3 separate regions of the Mus musculus genome follow, and all the other regions are linked to region 2. The links are chromatin contacts, called in public HiChIP or PLAC-seq and promoter capture Hi-C maps. All regions are on one chromosome and are shown on one strand. Each heading gives the region's core, a stretch centred on a gene start, on an enhancer-like site or on the middle of the called end of the contact. The rest is flanking DNA. Distances are from core to core; before and after follow the strand shown. Region 1 holds the start of Ccdc191 (coiled-coil domain containing 191). Region 2 overlaps Gap43 (growth associated protein 43). Region 3 holds the start of Zdhhc23 (zinc finger, DHHC domain containing 23).

The links. Promoter capture Hi-C pulls out the DNA fragments that hold promoters and counts their contacts. HiChIP or PLAC-seq counts read pairs in DNA pulled down with a chosen protein or histone mark.
Region 1: an H3K27ac HiChIP or PLAC-seq map of embryonic stem cells shows a contact between it and region 2, with 4 times the contacts expected there. The contact joins the promoter of Ccdc191 here to the enhancer-like site in region 2. A contact is called at or near these places in 3 of 39 promoter capture datasets (the 3T3-L1 cell line, hippocampal neurons and liver), 2 of 115 datasets of contacts at active chromatin or transcription factors (astrocytes and embryonic stem cells) and 1 of 9 other capture datasets (adipose tissue).
Region 3: a contact with region 2 is called in a promoter capture Hi-C map of embryonic stem cells, with 7 times the contacts expected there. The contact joins the promoter of Zdhhc23 here to the enhancer-like site in region 2. A contact is called at or near these places in 6 of 39 promoter capture datasets (the 3T3-L1 cell line, 3T3-L1-derived adipocytes, cranial neural crest and 3 more), 2 of 115 datasets of contacts at active chromatin or transcription factors (astrocytes and embryonic stem cells) and 1 of 9 other capture datasets (liver).

What each region holds. Positions count from the first base shown.
Region 1 is chr16:43,886,731-43,891,200 of GRCm38.p6, forward strand. It overlaps Ccdc191 (coiled-coil domain containing 191), which reads left to right and starts at 3,172. Exons shown (of 16, transcript NM_027801.1): 1 at 3,172-3,308. The coding sequence starts at 3,261. Qtrt2 (queuine tRNA-ribosyltransferase accessory subunit 2) reads right to left here and starts at 2,946. Exons shown (of 9, transcript NM_001356329.1): 1 at 2,837-2,946. It overlaps Gm25989 (a small nucleolar RNA gene), which reads right to left and starts at 84; the gene lies at 1-84.
Region 2 is chr16:42,304,551-42,308,887 of GRCm38.p6, forward strand. All of the region lies in intron 1 of Gap43 (growth associated protein 43), which reads right to left. Among named protein-coding and RNA genes, the nearest start is that of Mir6540, 3.2 kb to the left of the region's middle. Within about 2 kb of position 1,646, at least 132 of the 459 cell types and tissues checked have an H3K27ac peak or open chromatin away from gene starts, as enhancers often do. A contact at or near this core is called in adipose tissue and embryonic stem cells, where this site is marked.
Region 3 is chr16:43,978,520-43,982,975 of GRCm38.p6, forward strand. It overlaps Zdhhc23 (zinc finger, DHHC domain containing 23), which reads right to left and starts at 1,290. Exons shown (of 5, transcript NM_001007460.2): 1 at 940-1,290; 2 at 389-657. The coding sequence starts at 531. Gramd1c (GRAM domain containing 1C) reads right to left here. Exons shown (of 17, transcript NM_001359085.1): 17 at 1,831-3,619. The coding sequence ends at 3,539. It overlaps Gm46552 (a long non-coding RNA gene), which reads left to right and starts at 1,354. Exons shown (of 2, transcript XR_001781930.1): 1 at 1,354-1,719; 2 at 4,338-4,456.

The sequences.
Region 1 (4,470 bases), core at 1,922-4,421, 1.6 Mb after region 2:
CATGCATAAATCAAAGGATTTCTCTTGCCCATTGTATCCACTAGAAAGCTGTACCTACACAACAGCCTCCAGCAACCACAGGGCACTTTTAAAACATCATCTGGAAGTGATGTAATCACCGACCCAAGCAACAGCATCAAATGGTTTCATCTGCTTTTATCACCGTGGCCCGCCCCCTCTACTTACTGTGAGTCCCTTATATTGCAGGACTTGTCCTTTTCACTCTTACAGATTAAGTATTTAGGGGTCCTAAGGAAGGACCTTAGGATGCAGGGAAAACTGACAGGCAGTGAGCAAATTTGTATTTCTGACAACTCCCTGCCTTAACACTGCTAATGCCAATCTGCCTTCATCTGTCAGTAAGAAAGAATTTTTATTTTTATATGTTGTTTGAATGGATTATCTTTATGGACAGATGTCCCAAATTTGGCAACTGAATGCAGCAAGTGTGAGATGATCAATTTGGGGGGTGGGGGAACTATAGAGATTTGTAAATATTAAACATCCATTTCTCTCCCACCTTCCCCATATAAAGTTACCAATTATGTACACATAGAAAGAGACTATGAAGAACTTCCAAACAATTCGATGCACCAAGCTGATTCAGAAATGATGGATGTCGCAATATTTTAAAATTCTTTCCCTAATTGGTAGGGGAGAGAGAGAGATACACTAACAATACTAAACTTTATTAGGCACATGTGTTAAGAGTTTGGAAATATCCCTCATGGGAATGGATGATGCTATCCAAACCTGTTAGAAAGAAATACAGAAGAAATTTGAAGAAATATCCAATTATCCAATGAAAGTTTAAAAAAATAAATAAGAAAGAGATAAACCCAATGAGGCACATCAAAAATATAAGATGCAGGTCTGGGGAACTGGCTCGGTGGTTAAAAGAACTTGCTATTGGTGCAGAGGAACCAGGTCTGGTCCCTAGTCAGCACATGGCAGTTTACAATCACTTGTAACTCCAGTTCTAGAAGATCGGGTTTCCTATTCTCACTTGAGGGTACCATGCACACTTGTGGTATACATATATACATGTACACAAAAATATTCATACACAGAAAAGAAAAATAAACCTTTAAGAAACAAAGAAAAGGAGGAAGGAAGGATCCAGCAGAGAATGCTGGCACATAATTTAATTCTATCACCTGGGAGGCAGAGAGACAGGCAAATCTCTGTTAAGTTTGAGGCCAGCCTGACTCTAGAGTGTGTTTCAGGCCAGACAGGGCTACAGAATGAGACACCACCCCAACAACAAAAAAAGCAAATGGTAACTTCATCCATTGAAAGGCCTAACAATCATAGTAGTTACATTTATTGGGTACTTACCATGCTTGATACATTAACTACATTAACCCTCAAAACAAATACAACACAGACCCTACTCACCTTTATTTTATAAACTAGTCAAGTGAAGCTAATAAAGTCGCTGTGGGGTGTGAGTAAGAATGGCCCCCACAGGCTCATATATTTGAATGCTTAGTCACCAGGGAGTTGTACTATTTGAAAGGATTAGAAGGATAAGAGTTATGGACTTGTTGGAGGAAATGTGTCACTGGCTTTTAGGTTTCAAAAGTACATGCCAATTCTCTTTGTTCCTATGGATGAGAATGCAGTTCTCAGCTACTGCTCAGGCGTCTGCCTGCATGCCAACATGCTTCCTGCTGTGATGATAATGGACTAAACCTCTAAAACTGTAAGCAAGCCCTCAATCAAACGTTTTCTTTTATAACAGTTGCTTTGGTCATGGTGTCTCTTCACAGCAACAGAACAGTGACTAAGACAGTTACCAGTAGTAACTGGCAGAGTTGTTACTGGAATTATAGATGTATTAGTTTTAGAGGCTATAATATAGGCTAGTGGCTTAAAAGAAACTGAAATTTGTCAAATACAATGTTTCCATATTAACTGTGATAGTTCCCATTTTGCTACAGTGTAATTGTTCTTTTCCCATCTTGCCCCTCTACCTCTAAGCCATCTTCTCCAAATTGACAGCCTTTCTCCAGACTCATCCAAACATTTAAACACACTTGTTCTCCAAAAATGGACACACACTGTATTATATGCACTTCTCTGAACTCTGCTTTTCATTCAGGAAAAAATAGGCACACCTTCCAAAAAATCGCCATGAAACTAACTCTTCCAAAAGAACTAACTACCATTGAGACAGCGGAAAGTCTGAACGTAACACAGCCCATTCAACAATGTTCTTACTGGTTCACACTCAAGTTAGAGGGCAGGTGCTAGGTCTATGGGGCACAGCTTTCCTTATCATATTTCCACCAGTTTATAGTTTGGTTTAGATTCCCTGGCAGAATGTTTTACACACGTTGCTTTTTCAATCATTACAATACTCCCAGGGTTTAGGTACAATCCCATTTTGCCAGTAAGTAAGCTGAATTGCCAACAAGTGGCCGGGTCCAAAGCTCCAGTTCTGAATTTCTGCCCTGCCTTGAAAGCACACACGCCTTCAGTGGGCTGTTCATGACAACATCCAGGCATGGCTATTTAGATTCAATTTTCCCTTAGTTCCATTAGCCATCCCAGGAGCCCTAGACTTTCCTATTCGTATAGCTTCCCAAGTAACTGCTAAACTCAGAAAAACTTGCAGCTGAGAAGCTCATTCTCTGGCAGAGGCCAGGAGAACGGAGGTCCTTTTCTTTCTGAACTGTAACTGGCAATCACACTGGGAGACTCGGAGCTGGCAAAAGCCTAGACCAACAAGAAACCAAGTAATGACGAGGTGGGAACAAGACTGCAACGCAATAAAAAAAAAAAAAAAGTGGGCGCTATTCACCCTCCCTCAACAAGGAAAAGGAACACTCACCGGTTGATAACACAACTCCGCACCCTCAGGACCCTTAAACTCTTCGCAAGAGATAACACGTGTTCCGACTCGTAGAACCCTTGGCCCACTAAACCACGGTCTCCGCCGCAGAGCCAATCCGGAATTTCTGCGTCATCACCAAGCGCCAGAATTACGCAAAGGCCCTGCTAAAGAAGCCCAGTGACCTCCGCCGATGCCATAGTAACAGCGTGAAAGCAAGCTTCCCGCGCAACGCCTCCTGGGAGTAGTAGTTCCGGAATGTCTGACCCCTGTCTAGCTGCTAGGTGGCAGAACTACAACTCCCAGAACCACCTGAAAGCAGTCTGGGAGGAGGCGCAGTTGTCTCTGTTGTGGCCGAAGTCTAGGCCCGAGAGTGCAAAACGTGCTGCTGGCGCCCCAGGGAGGGTCCGCCTCAAAGAAGAAGATGGAGCTGAGTCGCTGGAAACGGTTATCAAGGAAGCTGAATCTCAAGGTGATCCCAGTCGGGAGCTTTGAGGAACATGGGCCGGCCCTAGGCGCCACACAGTCCTGAAGCCAGCCGCTTCCCGCCCTGCGCTTCCTCACTCTTCCCCCGGGGGCATCCTTACCTGGCCTTGGCTACCCTAGAGCCTGCACAGCCCTAGGTAGCGTGATTTAAGGAGCCAAAGGGTCTGTGTACTCACTACTGTGATGGGCTGCATCCTGTAAGGATTATTTCTATCTATGGAGAGGTCTCCTAGTGTCCATCATGGTGAGGGGAATTTGCCCCTAATCCTTACTCTGCCACCAATTTTAGGAAACTTTCCGCACATTTTCTTCTGCCCCCTTCAAATCTGAGTTAAGGGGTCTTTAAAAGGAAAAAAAAAATCATCACACGAAATTCTCTGACGTTATCCCTTATATCTTTCCCTTTCCAGTTTTACACAAGGTATCTAAAATGAACCCAGAAGTCCAGATGGTTGTATCTCAATACTTTATCCATATGGTTATCTCTAAATTTCACGAGCATTCAAAGTTAGAGCCTCCCTGTATCTCTTACCTCTTCTGTGTATTAGCACCTAAAGGCATCAGGAGGTTGAGGAAGAATTGGGGTGGGGGTGGGGGGTAATTAAAAATAAAAGAGACACCATTTAAAACTTGGAACATTACAAAAGTCACAGCCATGCAAAGTCACAGCCACACCAAGTGTGCCTTCCAGAATACCTCTTAACAGTCACAAAAATAGATGCTTTAAATGTAAAGGAGAGTATTGAAATGGAGGGGCTTCAGCTTTCAGCAGCAGAGCAGTTTCACCAGCTGCTCTTACCTTTCAGTTTTACTTTCCTGTAAAAAGAAAAAAAAATCCTCTTAGACGAGTGGCTTTTGTGGGGGCCCCAGGTAATCATTCTTGTGGGTTATCCTAAATATAGCAGCTGTGTGCACAGGGCACATTCCGCTTAGTGAAAACCATGCTCCAGATACCAGAGGGCACAGGCCAGAGCATTAGTGAGTGGAAACTGAGGTTGCTCCATTGCATAATAGATGGGGCCCGAAATAGCATATGAATATAGATTTGATGATGCAAGGCAAAAAAAAAAAAAAAAAAAAAATTGGGACAACTTAGAACTACAAAAAGAGGGATTTTTCCCCCCTGATAGTGCTCATTATTACTGTCT
Region 2 (4,337 bases), core at 396-2,895:
TGTTTCCCTAGAAAATGAAGCATCTGAGATTTGTAATCTAATTGCAGAATCTAGTATGGATGGGGTCTCCTCCCTGGACTTTGGCCTCTACTGTCACTGATTTTATCATAATTACATATGCTTAATTGTTTATATGCATTATCATAAATAGCCACTTCCAGTAGATCACCGAGCTGAAAAGGGAAATCCCGCTGGCAGCTATGGTCCTACGCTTGGTTCCTTACAGTGGAGGGTGCCTTTACTATATATAGTACCTATGAATTGACAAATGAATCATTTCATTGTCAAATAGATACTAACATCCTGTAAACGCCAGTCGATAACATGCTGATACCAGCTCTTCCTAAAGGCTGGCACTACACCATTCATTAGTCAGCAGAAAGTCACAGCTTCCCCAAAGCCTCTGTGATAAGGGAGGAAAGGATTCTAAAGGAATACCTAAGTTACCATTTAAAAAGTCACACTGTGAGTATATGTGAATAATATGATCACAAGCTGGTTGGAGGAAGAAAGTCAGATGGCTAAAAATAACGAAGATATGCAAATATATACACATATACACATTATATATGTGTGTGTATATGTATGTATGTATATATATATATATATATATATATATATATATATACATTGTGTGTGTGTGTGTATGTGCGCGCATGCACGTGTGCTGGCCTGCCCAGTGTCATCTTTCCACATAGTAGTTTCTGTGTGATCCTGGGTCCTTGCACAGCTGCCACCTCCTAGGCAGGGACCCATGGAAGCTAGCTGGAGGCTTCTCGCTATTCTTCCATTTGTGAGTGTGATGTCACGTACAGCCCCCGACACCACCCTATCCCACTGCCAGTCTCCGAGATTCATTCATGTTACTGGATGAATGAACAACCCTGGTGCCAGGTGTTTCCAAGCCAAGAGGAAATCTCACAGTATCTAAATTTCGCCACATGGATGGTAATTTCACTTCTTTCCACCTGCTTCATTTACTGTCCTCCCAAGTTTGGAGAGAGAGAGAGAGAGAGAGAGAGAGAGAGAGAGAGAGAGAGAGAGAGAGAGAGGACTGTGTGCAGTTACTCAAGAAACCTAAATAAATGTAAATGAATACTAATAATTCCGAAGGGTCATTGTTTTCAAATGGAGTCCCTGGTTTTGCCTTAGCTGGCTTTCTCTTTTGTAACATCTTCCATGATTCTTACTTAGTTTGCAAATGTCTGATTCTGCTGAGGTAAAGAAACCATCCAGCCCTTTGCTATGGTCTCCCCTTGTCCCGCTGAAGGAAACAGTGAACATAGCCTAAGGGATGCTAATGTGCCCTTAGCAGCCTCCAAGTCAGGGAAAAAAAAATGGAGACAGACTTCCAATTGACCCAGTTAGCTTTTCCCATTCTTTGTCACCTGCTGTGTAACCCACCCAGGTCTCTGCATAAGCAGCAGGAGCAAGCTGGTTGATTTAAGAAGACTAAGAAAGGAGCCCAGCCCATTGGCCCTCACTGTTCTTCTGAGAGGTCTGGGACAGAGGCTCGAGCTTTTGTTCTTCAAAACAAGCCTATGCAAGAAGCAATTACCTCCCAAACAAGAATTCCCTAGCGCTCTGAGAGAGCATTAAGACTAGATGCTTGCTGAATTGGAGGAGGGGCTCCACTAGTTGCAGACCTCTGGGCGAACACTAGGGCTGTGCGGGTGGGGCATCCGAATGATCAGTCTGTGCTCCGCCCTGGCATCCTTAGGATCTGGGGTCTCAAGCCACGCCCTCAGCCCCACCACCACTCCCCACCCCGGCAAGCTGAGAGGTGGGGGCTCTGAAAGACAGCAAGACAGAGACAGACAGAGAGAGAGAGAGAGAGAGAGAGAGAGAGAGAGAGAGAGAGAGAGAGAGAGAGAGAGGAGCATGCTGAGGCTGAGAAACAAAGCGATGAGATCACCCGGAAGGAGCCAGTTCCATCGCGGAAGACAGAGAATGAAGTGCAAAGTAGGGATGACCAAAGGAAACAGATGTCAAAATGTAGGGAGTAGGGCAGATCAACTAAAGCACAGAAAGGAAGCCAAAAATCAGTGTGTGCAAGAAAGAGCGGAAACTGCAGAGAGGCCAGTCAAAATCAGCGTTGCTTAGGGAAAAAGCAAGTTAGTTTCAGCCCCCTCCTCTGCTCCCCAAAGTCTGGGGTCTTGTCAGTTCCTTATTTTATACAGATTTTGTATATCAAGGGTAAGAGGGTGAGCTTCAGGGTGCCCCTGAATCCAAACCATCAGGCAGTGTGTTTAATTAATTTCTCATCTGAGTGTCCATAGAATGTCCACAGTTTTTCTAAGCTCAGTGCTGCCTGTTACTTCTGTACCTCTAGAAAAGTGTCTTTGTTATTAGGCCGAGTTATTGAAAAGAAAAAAAAAAGATCAAAACATACGAAACACATAAACTGTGATAGGAGTGAAGAATTTGGTAATAACTGACTGAGAGCAGTCACCTAACCCAGATAACATTCAAAGGCACAACTTCGAAGGTAATTACAGGAAGGAAAGCCTGAAGACTGATACATTGCATGATGGGAGAAAAAGGGAGGGGTTCGATGCCAGGATGGTCTGTGGGCCTTAGGGAACACTCTTTGGACACTTATGGATGTAGTGACTGAGCCCACTAAGTGATCTAGATTCTTCTCTCTTCCTCACAGGGAACTGCCCAGTACCCTGGCTGTTCTGGATCAGACAGCACTCAGTAGTAAGTGCTGGTAGCTGAAAAGCCCTTTACCTAACGTTTCTTTCTTAAGCCTGAAGATGACCATATGACAACTGTATCCTTATGCCTAAGCAACTCTCCTCGTCTGCACTTACAATTCAATGTGGCTCTTTCTCAGGTGCCTATTAATTTGACTCTTCTCTCTATCCAGTCTCCTCACCCAACAGTTCCTTCTACCATTTAACCAGGCAGCAAGAAGGTTCCCTTGAAACGCCATTTAGCTACCCTCTCTCCCATAACGTTGCTCTTGAGAATCGAATTCTGACACAAAGGTTTCAGGTAAACAGTAGGTTTGTAACCTTCCTTCTCACTACTGTTGAATTGGCTAACATAACACATAGCTCAGAGAGGAGGTGTGTGAGTGTGAGTGTGTGTGTGTGTGTCTGTGTGTGTGTGTGTGTGTGTGTGCGTGTGTGTGGTTTTATGCATACACCCCTTTTCCAATGAAATCAGATGTAAATAAAGGCTTCTGTCTTGTGGCAGGACCTGGCTTTTGCAATCTAGAATGCTCTGTAGCTATGATTCCTGGTATAAGATCAGACACATGAAGACCCTGTCACGATCAGAGGAAGGACTTATGGGAGCACATCTCTAACTGATGATTTATATGAATTAATGGTGGATGAGAGAGAGAGAGAGAGAGAGAGAGAGAGAGAGAGAGAGAGATTCTTTGGTGATATAGCCATTGGTACGGTACCCATGATCCTGTAAATAATCAGGTTTATTAAACCTGATTGGTATAAGTTTCCATAAGAGATAGACAGCTCTCCAGCTCCATTTTGGATGAACTTGAAGTTTTGCAGACAGATGAAGAAATTTTCACTTGTGTTATTATAGTGTGGGAGGTGTTTTAAGTTTTAAGGTTAACAATTGTCTTTTCTAAGAAGCTGTTCACCGCAAGGCCGTTTCTACTAACATACCTTTGTTTCCTGGGAAATGGAAGACTGCACTGTTACAAAGTTCAAGTTTAAATAGATTAAATGATTTTTCTTCCAACCCAGCTTCAAATGAGCAACAAAAATGCTCTTCCATCTACATCAGGGGTTTGTAACTTTCATTGTACATGTCTGCCAACTAATATAATTATAAGAAAAAGACTCATTCACTCTACCTCGAAGGCTGCTGAGGGCAGGAGTCTGCTCAGACGTACCCAGATGCGTTTTTTGATTGATTGCAGTCAGTGATCTATAGATTACACTGAGGACTGACTGCAACCTGAACCACACTTCTGTCTGAAAATATGTTCCTTGAATACATTGAAAATGGCTCTACTGATCAAGTAAGAATTTTCTATTTTATTCCATTGTTTCCAATGGACACCCAGAAGTAGCTATTTCCACAAAATGGCCAATAATCCTTACTCTAAATTCCAATTAAAAATATCATAATGCCATGTTATCTCACAGCTAGGGACACAAGCTTACAGAGGCAGTGATAGAGCTGGGGCTCTTTAGGCCTCTTTACCTCCGAGTGTTCTCCCAGCCCCCCCTGAGTTCCCAGGGCCACATTGAATGAGAAAGCTAAATTTGGGACAAAGTAGATAACTGAATTAGATCATTAGTGTCAAAGGCATGCTGTAGCCTAAGGCATTAGGCAAGTCTCAATTTATTATCCTT
Region 3 (4,456 bases), core at 40-2,539, 1.7 Mb after region 2:
TCTGGAAATACAGGGTGAACTGAGAACAGAGAAGCTATCTTTTACCCTTCAAGTTCATGTGACCACGTGAGAACAACCCCATGCATGGGTCCTACTAAGATCACTGAAAATACAGAACTTTCTGGAGTGTCCATTTAAACTTGCAGTGTGTGTGCTGGATTGCGTTCTTATATACATCTAATCTACCCTACTATCCTCCATGATCCTTTAAAATGAAAACTGTTAAAATCCTCACACCTGACAGCAAAAAACCAATCCTCTATTTTAGATCCTTTGGAATAGCAAGAACAAACCTCAGCATTCTGGACGGCAAACCTGAAGGAATATATATACATATGTAGGTCTCAACAGAACCAGTGGGGTCAGCATCTGGAAACTGTAAGCTTACCTGTCACAGCCTTCATCGAGGTCTTGACAATCACACAAACAGGCAGCCACGTGGTTCTTTTCCCCATTTCGATCTATGTATTCGCAACAGCACAGGGGCTCCAATTCAGGTTCTTCGGTTTTCTTTTTTTTGACTGGCTTCATATTGCCCTTTAGTGTACGGATTTGTACCTGTCACCATGAGGCATAAGAAGCTCACAGAAGGTAAAGGTGGCAAGAACTCAACTCACATCCTGTAAACACATCCTTGCTTCTCATTAACGCCAACGCCTGAGCAATAAAAAAATGAAAAGGGGGGAAGGGTCCTGCTTTCATCAGGCTTTTCGGGCTCCGCGTGGCCTGACAGGAGGGTTCCTTGACTTCTGGGGCTCTGAGCACCTTCCCCTCCCCTTCCCAGCTAGGCTAGCAACATCTGGGCACCAGCCGTTCCCATGGCGACAGCCGACCACGCGGCCCGGGACAGCAGAGCTAGGGCGGCCCAGTTCACCTGAGGGTGCCGGCTCAAAGGGCCGGGCTGTCCCCACCCCAAGGCTGCGCGCCGTGGAAACTCACCCTCGCAGGTGCAGGCAGCGACGCCCTGGCGCTGCAACCACCCACCGGCCCGGGGATGCCAGGAGCCCCAGCAGCCCCGAGGTCGCCCGTCCAGCCCACTCCGAACCCGCCGCTCCGAGGGCGTGGGCGGGCCTGGAGAATGACCTTGGCGGGGAAGTTACCTGCCCTCCCGACAGAGGCGGGGACCGGGAGGAGGACCGACTCCCCTGGGCGCGGCTGAGCCTGCGACCCCGCACGGCAGGCTCGGGAGTGCCGGGCGGAGTCGCCCACCTGTGAGCACCGCCGGTGCGCGCGCCTGCCGAGCGAGCCAGTCGCCCCCGGTCGCCGCTCCGCAGGTCGGCGCGCGCTTCCGGGTGCCCCGCCCCCGGCGCCGGGATCCCGCCGCCCGCACGTGCGCCGCCTGCCCACGAGGCCCCTCCCCCGCCGCGCTCCGGCCGGGCCACCTCGCACCTGCGCCGGGGCCCTCGCGGTGCCGCCGGGGTGCGGGATCGGACCCCGGCGCTCGCGCGCCGCCAGAGTTCCGCCGGTCGCCTGCGGTCCTCCAGCGCCGGCAACAGGCGTTGGGGTTCGATCCGCACCTTGGCCGCCTTCAGAGGTGCCACCCCACGAGTCGCCCGCCTTCCCTTGAGGCCCGCTGTGGACCCCAAGCCCGGCTTATCCAACTTGTTCTCGCTCGCGAGTCCTGGAGGATGGAGCTGCTTTCCAGCCAGGCCTCGGTGGTACTTTTGATTCAGTAGTCTGCACATTTGCAATGAAATTGCCCAAGAGAGTCCCCTCTGGGTTTGTATTGCAGCACAAATCTGTAAGAACTATGGGCCTACGTACAGGTTTTCCCTACCCCAGGCTTTCTAGGTTTTGGTTTGGTTTTAAGCAGAAACAGAAGAAAAAACGACAACTTAAACATTTCCGGTTTTATTGAAGTCAATCCATACATAACAGATTAAGATCTCATTAATTCTACGTACATATTTAGTGTTTTATCTACAAAGTGACGTTGGTAATCTTTGAGGTATATGGTGAAGTGCTTTAAGAGAAACCACAAAAGCATTCACTTTGACAGTTAACATTTTTCTAAATTTAACAATCTGAAGTTTCTAATCCAGTCACTCAAACTCACAGCCAGAGACTTCCTATGTTCTTATCACAAACAAAACAGAACAGAACAGAACAGAACAAAACAAAGCAGAACAGAACAGAACAGAACAGAAGGTATTACTCCGAAGCCCCCTGCCCCAGGGAGATTAGTTAGGATTCATGAAGAGAAACCCTTCCCTTTAGCCAGTATTTTTATTCCCTACAGGCGTCTCAAAAACATTGTTAGCAATGACATTTGGCTTTGGTGACACTGAGGGAAAGGAAACATTGACTAAAGGCAATGGATATTCAATAAAAATAAATATATGTGCGTGTTCTAGAAAGACAGCTAGAGAACAAAACAATAAATACGTCCTGAACATTTCCTAAATCCCGGGGGACGCAGCTAATTTCAAGTCAAGTCGCCAAGTCCTTATTTTCACAAACCACTGGTGCTGACACAAGTGCCTGAGTGGTTTTCCCGAGAGCCCAAGCTTGCGCCTCTCAACTCCGGTCAGCTTGCATGCCCCCCAGTCTTTATTGCTGAGTGCAAGTTTGTGTCCAGCTTATAATTTGCCAGCAAGACAAGTTAGCTGCTACTGAAAAGTGATTAATTATTTTCTACCTGATGGGCCACCTCTATCATGGGTGTTGCTAAGCTGAATCTAAGCATTACTCATGGACTCAATTTGATCTGTCATGGAATGCCCAGATTTTATAATAATCTTACGACTTCTAAAACTGAAAGTAGTTCATTATGAGCATTGATGTCCTATATACTTCCTTCTCCTAAATTACTGTTCAGTCTTTTTGATATATAAAGGATAATCTCACCTTTGGTACTTATACGTACATACATATATGCACACACATATGTATATATATGTACATGTATATATGTGTGTATATATATACATATATATCCCTTCATTCAGATACAACATGGCCAATGACTCTTTCGGACATACAAAAGGTCTGACCATTGGCCTTGAGGCCAAGTCAAGGAAGGCACTGTAAAATTTAAAGATACAAGCCTGGAATGTATGCACTTGGAAAACGATCCTTTAAGGTGATAAATGATTGAGGGGTTTCTTCTTACCTTTTTAGGCTCTTAAACTCAGTTACAAACGCAGCCCCCCACCCCCACCCTGGGCACACAGGGACTCTGTGCTAACATAAATTTAAAGGATCAAGTAGCAAGCCTCACTATAGAAGAATAGCCATCCTACCCACAGTGCCTTCCTTCCCCTTTTGTGTCACAGAATTTCAATTCCAAAATATATTTCATGGTTCACTGGAGAAATTCACAGCTTAAAAGTATCTATAAGAAGTGAAAAGATAGAGTCTTAAGGCTATTGGAGAGTAGTCATTGAGTAAATGTTATTTAAATACAGCTTTCCTGGTAGAAATCCTGGTAATAAAAATATCAGAAATGTCCTTATGACAGTGACAGTCTTCATCCTCCGATTCCTTCCAGATGTTGCCTTCTAGGTCCAGATGTCTCTTTGGTTTCCACATTTCAGCACTAGCTCTCCACAGCCACCCCAGACTTGTTCTTATTTAGTAAATCAAAGGTTTTTTGAAGCATAATGAGTGAGCTCTTCAGCTGCAAACAAAATGATCAAGAATCAGACTTCAATTTTTGCCAATTACTTTACTCCAAAAGATATATGAGTATATGTATAAACATATAATGTATGTATTTGATTCAAACATCTATGATAGATAGATAGATAGATAGATAGAAAGATAGATAGATATAGATATAGATATAGACATAGATATAGATATAGATATAGATATAGATATAGATATGCTCAAATAAATTAGATCATCAATCCCTGATTCTCCAGTATGTGCTATATGAATTCTAGAGAGTTCTTACCAGGTACTAAGGGCCATATAGCCTTCCATGCAATGTACTTCCCAGGAAGCCTCTCTCATTATCCAGAGGGAAAGACTTGTTTTCTTAGACCTTCCTCAAGTCTCAGTAGTGTTTCCATTCTTCTCTGAACACATCGAGCCCCACAACTGAGCCATGTCTTCCTAATCCCCTCAAGATTCTCTTCCCAGTTCTGAAACGTACCTGTACCTACTGACCCCACGCGATCTTCCCCAAACGCCCTGCCTCTGAGCTCCCAGAGCACTACCAATTTCACACTTCTATACTACTTAACCCTGCACTTTTAAAAACAAACTTGAAAGCCTGTAGGGTAACTGACTTCTCTCATAAAATTGAAGCAACTCCAGACCAAGAAATATACCTTATCCCTTACTGTGTTGGTTCATTTGTTCATTCAATAAACCTGGATTATCTGTTTCAGGTTGGGCACGGTGCTAAGCATGGACCTCACAAAGCTGAGCCAGATGTTCCCAAAGAGCAAAGAGGCTCAAGGATAGAAGAATTTATGGAGGTGGTTACAGAGGAAGAGAGAAGGTTTCT